Regions from separate parts of the Sus scrofa genome. Here region 1 is linked to region 2. A link is a contact called in public promoter capture Hi-C data. All regions are on one chromosome and are shown on one strand. Each heading gives the region's core, a stretch centred on a gene start, on an enhancer-like site or on the middle of the called end of the contact. The rest is flanking DNA. Distances are from core to core; before and after follow the strand shown. Region 1 holds the start of LTBP4 (latent-transforming growth factor beta-binding protein 4). Region 2 holds the start of MAP3K10 (mitogen-activated protein kinase kinase kinase 10).

Region 1 (2,703 bases), core at 86-2,585, 300 kb after region 2:
GGTGAAGGGGTCTCCTGCCCGCCTTGCACACTCCCCATCTGGAAGAAGAAACAGGAGTTGGGGGTGAGGGCAAAGCTGAATTGATTGCTGTCCTTAGTCTGTGGTCAGCTGTACGGTCTGGGCTGGTGGCCTAATACCCTCTGTGGGTGGAGCCTGGGATCCTCTGGTGGCAGGGCTCACAGTCACAGAATGGGAAAGCTTGAGAATAAAACGGCTGTGAGAGATGACGTTTGGAACCTCTGCAGGGGGACAAACATGAAAAGAGTAGGGTTTGGGATCCTAAATGTGGGGCCTTGGCCCAATTCTCTGTGGGAAATGTTGTGGCCTAAAACTCAAGAGCGGAAGAGGGCACCTAGGGAGCAGCCTCTGAAGCTCTAGGGGCAGCGCCCTTGGGAGAGAGGTGGGGGTTTGTAATTCCATGGAGAGAAGACGGGGCCTTTAATACATAGTGAAAGGAAGGGGCTGGGTTTGAGACCCTCTTGAGTTGGGAGGGGCTTGGATCCTGGAACCTACGAAAATGGGTGCAGGTGGGGACCAAGGCCCTTTGTGGCTTGGGGCTCCTAATGGCAGAGTTCACTAGGAATGGAGGCGACTGGAATTCTCTAAGGAGAAATTCTGCAAGTCTGGAAGTAGGAGGGGGTGCCCTTAGGAGCCTTTAACGATTCAGACAGGGAAGAAGGTGTGATAGCCTCTAAGAGTGGTGGTGGAGAGGGATGCAATAGGAGGGCAGAGCCGGAGGCCTCTGGGAGCAGAGTCTGTGGGTCAGGGGAAGCCTGGGTCCTCTGAAGGGCAGAACCTACAGCTTCCCGAGGAAGCTATTTGTTGAGCCTGGAACCCCTGAAACACGGGGCCTTGAGAAAGAGCAGATCCTTCGGGAAGATCCAGAGTGGGCCTGGGACTCAGAGGGGCCAGACCTGGGGCTCAGTGTAGCGTCCGTTGGATCTTTCAGCATCTAAGTCAGTCTGGGAGCAAATTCGGATGGACTGCTCCCAGGACTGTCAGCCAACGGATGAGGTCTTTGAGTAGGAGTCTGGTTTAGGGGAACCTGGCCGCCGCCTACGCATCGAGTGGGAGGGGTCCCAAAACCTTTACGTTTGGGGCCTCTTCTTTGCCAGAGGGTTCACTGAGCCAGTACCCCCCACAGCACTGAGAAGTCCAGGCCCCAGCGCCCTATGCCCGGCACCTGTACCTTTAGCCCCTCCCCTGTCGCCTCCCGATTGGTAGCGCGGGCAGCGCCCCCTGGCGGCGCGGGGCTCTGATTGGCGGGAAGTTCACAGCCCGCGACTGGGACAGTGGAGAAAATGAGTCGGCCTCCGGCGGGGGCGGAAGGCGGGGCCGCGCCAAGCCGGACCCGCTGGACAGACGGGCCGCCTGGAGCGAGACTCCACGCCGGACACGATGCGGCTGCCTGGACCCAGCGGCCGCCGCCCCCTCCTGCTGGTGCTCCTGCTGCCGCTCCTTGCAGCCGCCGCCACCGCCGCCTCCGCCGCCCGCCCCAGCCAGGCCGTCGAGGTTGCGGTGATCCCGGGCCGCCCGGCCGGGTAAGCCCTGCTTCGGCCCCCTCTTCCTTGTGCCCCTTCCACTCAATAAGTCTGGCAGCCCAAGAAGACCAGGACTTTCGGATTTTGCCGCTGCGTCGGGATAGGGATGAAGAACCAGAGCCCTTGGATTTATTGGGGCCCTCTATTTCGCAGAGGTTAGAATCTGAGGTGTTCTGAGATTTCAAGCGGAGGGATTCTCCTCCCGTGCGGTAGAGACAGATACGGCTCCAGGGAATTCTAGAGTTTATTCGGAGGAAGGTCACAGTTTATTTGGGGATGGGGCTTTGCCTTCTAAGATGATGGATGGGGGACCGAGCTGGAAGAGGGTCCCCCAAGCTTCTTGGATGCCTAAAGAGGAAGAGTATGGGAAGTTATTAAGAGCCTTTATGGGGGACGTGAGATGTCCTCGTTTTCTAGGGTTGAGGAACCGCTGAATTAATTAAAAGTGACCTTTTCCTAATGTGTTAGGAAGACATGGAGTTTTGAGTGGATGGTGGAGCGGCTTGTGGAAAATTGTGTGGAGGTGGGGGGCCTTCAGATTTCATGAGAGTTCAGGATGCTCTAGTTTCCTAGAATTAGAGGATTCCAGGCTTCAATGAGGTACCAGTGATTTCGCGGCAAGAGATCCAGCATTTCCTATAGATTTGGGGTTATAGTCACTCTTCCTGTCTACGGGTGACGAGATCGAAGGAAACAGTCTGCCCAGTACTCCCACCCCCCGCCCTGCGGCCCAGCGCTCCGCTACAAAGGCCCCGGGCTCCGCTCCCGCCTCGGTCTCTGCGAATGCGTTTAGTAATCCGAGCCGCGCCGGGGGCGGGGCTGGGAAGGGGTTAACGCGGAGAAAAGGCGGGAGGGATGACGGCAGGATCGGGGTCCCGAAGGCTCCTAACCGGGCAGCCTCCTCCCTTACTGGGCCCCACCGGTCTGAAAAGTGTCCATACGCCCGACGTCCCCTTAGCAGCATCCCCCCATGACCCTTTCTCCCGGCCTGAGCGCGCGCCCTCGTCCCAGGTCCCCCTTAGCCTCAGAATAATGGATTTGTCTGGGGGGCCCCTTGGTTGCGACGCACTTGCGCCGGAGCTGAGGGCTCCGCCAGCCAGAATCTGAGACCCTCTGGGCGCGAAGATTTCTCCAAGAACTACTCCCTCCTGGTCAGGCGGGA
Region 2 (2,700 bases), core at 179-2,678:
GCACTGTTTCTTCACTTTTTAAATGGGAAGGCAATGGGGTTTTTTGGTTTGTTTGTTTGTTTTTTGTTTGTCTTTTTAGGTGTGTGCATATGGAGGTTCCCAGGCTAGGGATCCAATCAGAACTGCAGCCGTCGGCCTATGCCAGAGCCACAGCAAGGGGGGATCCGACCCGCGTCTGTGACCTACACCACAGCTCATGGCAACGCCGGATCCTTAACCTGCTAAGCGAGGCCAGGGATCGAACCCCTGTTCTCATGGATGCTGGTCGGATTCGTTAACCGCTGAGCCATCACAGGAACTCCCGGAAGGCAAAGTGTTTGGTTGTCGTGGTGATGGTTTGGTTTTAATTTTAAAATCTGCCTTTGGGAGTTTCCGTCATGGTTCAGCAGTAGCAAATGGGACTAGTAGTATCCATGAGGACGTGGGTTCAATCCCCGGCCTCCTTCAGTGGGTTAAATATCCTGAGTTGCCGTCCCAGACGTGTCTTGGATCTGACGTTGCTGTGGTGTAGGCGAGCAGCTGCGGTGCCAAATTCGACCCCTAGCCTGGGAACCTCCATATGCCAGAGGTGCGGCCCTAAAATTAAAATAAAATAAAACAAAAACCTGCTTTTGATTCTTGCTCTGCCATTTATAGCTGTGACCTTGGACGAGCAAGTTTATTTCTCCATGCTTCATCTGTAAAATGGGCGCTTTGCGAGAATTTAATGACACTATTACGCAAAACACTTAGCATAAGATGCACTTTAAGCCCCATTAAAGTGAAGTTCTCGTTTTCGAAGGCGGGGGATTCTCAGAGTTAAGACTGCGGGGGTAGAGGAAACCCAAAGCTGGTGGGGAAAACAGACGTGGCTGTGATTTACCCAGGGACACTACGCACATCCTCCCACCCCCTTCTTCCCCACAGAGGCTGCACCATCAGCCCGACCCCCTAGCTTGCTGGAACCACCAACTGGCTCTCTTTTGGGGTGCTGTCTCCCCGCAGCGCGGGTCCCAGAACAAACTACACTTCCCGGCGTGCACCTCGGGTCGCGACCCCAAGGGGCAGTCCAGCCGCAGGGACCGCGTCCTGGCCGTGTTAGAAACTCGGGGCAGTAACCACCATTCACGCAGCTCCTACTTTTCGCTTTGCGAAGCGCGTCAGTCACCGCCAACCCCACCTTTGGGCCACAGCCCCTCAGGGTCTGTGAGGAGAGCTCGGCCCTCTCCTCTCCTCCTCCAGGCGTTGCGTCCACTGCGTCCCAGGGAGGGTCCGAGGCCAGGCTGATCTCCCCGGGAGGATTCCTTCGGCCCCGCGCTGTCCCCATTTCGGCCGGAGGCCGGCACCGGGGCTCTGGGGACTCGGGGACTGGGAACGGACCGCGGGGCCGTGCTGCCGGAGACTACAACTCCCAGGCGGCACCGCGGCGCGGCGGAGCGAGCACGTCACTCAGGCACCGCCGGCGGCCCCGGGAAGTGGCGCGGGCGGGGGCAGGGGCTGGGGCCGACCCGGAGGCCGGTGCTGAGGATGGTGGCCGCCAGGCTGCCCCGTGCGTGAGGAGGCCGAGGGGCGCGCCACCCTGTCCTGGGGCGGGCGCCCCCGGAGCCCCACCGGCCCCGCCCCGCCCGGCGGTCGTGGCCCGGGATGCGGAGCCGGGGGCCGCCGGTGGAGCTGCGCGGGGTGAGAGGCGCGGGGAAGGGGGCTGCCTGCTTCCCTCACCCTCGTCCCCCACCGGCGGGCCCCGGCAGGAATTCGGCAGCCGTGCGGCCAGGCCTTCTTAGCGCCCTGACATTTAGGGGGCACAGGTGAACCCGCCGCCTTTCCCCACCCTACCCTGCCTGGACAACTGAATCGGGAGGGGGACGACCCTGCCCTTTTAAAGAGGCTTTTCCTTGCTCCTGCGGAGGGTCCCCCAGCCATGGCCCCCAGGAGCCCCCTAGACCCCGCAGGGACTGGCCGCCGGGGCCGGCTCTCTGCGTCTGGCGGGCAGCCTGTGTGAAGCGGCCTCCCGCAGCCCCCGGCCCCTCCCCCATGGAGGAGGAGGAAGGGGGGGCGGCCAAGGAGTGGGGCACGACCCCCGCGGGGCCTGTCTGGACCGCAGTGTTCGACTACGAAGCGGCGGGCGACGAGGAGCTGACCCTGCGGAGGGGTGACCGCGTCCAGGTGCTTTCCCAGGACTGTGCCGTGTCTGGCGACGAGGGCTGGTGGACCGGGCAGCTACCCAGCGGCCGTGTGGGCGTCTTCCCCAGCAATTACGTGGCCCCCGGCACCCCCGCCGCGCCCGCGGGCCTCCGGCTGCCCCAGGAGATCCCCTTCCACGAGCTGCAGCTAGAAGAGATCATCGGTGTAGGGGGCTTTGGCAAGGTCTATCGGGCCCTGTGGCGTGGCGAGGAGGTGGCGGTCAAGGCCGCCCGGCTGGACCCTGAACGGGACCCGGCAGTGACAGCAGAGCAGGTGCGCCAGGAGGCCCGGCTCTTCGGAGCCCTGCAGCACCCCAACATCATTGCCCTCAGGGGCGCCTGCCTCAGCCCCCCACACCTCTGCCTGGTGATGGAGTATGCCAGGGGGGGTGCACTGAGCAGGGTGCTGGCAGGGCGCCGCGTGCCCCCTCACGTGCTGGTCAACTGGGCCGTGCAGGTGGCCCGGGGCATGAACTACCTACACAATGATGCCCCCGTGCCCATCATCCACCGGGACCTCAAGTCCATCAACAGTAAGTGG

The links. Promoter capture Hi-C pulls out the DNA fragments that hold promoters and counts their contacts.
Region 1: a contact with region 2 is called in a promoter capture Hi-C map of liver, with 4 times the contacts expected there. The contact joins the promoter of LTBP4 here to the promoter of MAP3K10 in region 2. A contact is called at or near these places in 1 of 5 promoter capture datasets (liver) and 1 of 2 datasets of contacts at active chromatin or transcription factors (alveolar macrophages).

What each region holds. Positions count from the first base shown.
Region 1 is chr6:48,829,683-48,832,385 of Sscrofa11.1, forward strand. LTBP4 (latent-transforming growth factor beta-binding protein 4) reads left to right here and starts at 1,336. Exons shown (of 34, transcript XM_021094399.1): 1 at 1,336-1,541. The coding sequence starts at 1,399.
Region 2 is chr6:48,525,191-48,527,890 of Sscrofa11.1, forward strand. MAP3K10 (mitogen-activated protein kinase kinase kinase 10) reads left to right here and starts at 1,429. Exons shown (of 10, transcript XM_021094377.1): 1 at 1,429-2,692. The coding sequence starts at 2,011. All of the region lies in intron 6 of LOC100522141 (cyclin N-terminal domain-containing protein 2), which reads right to left.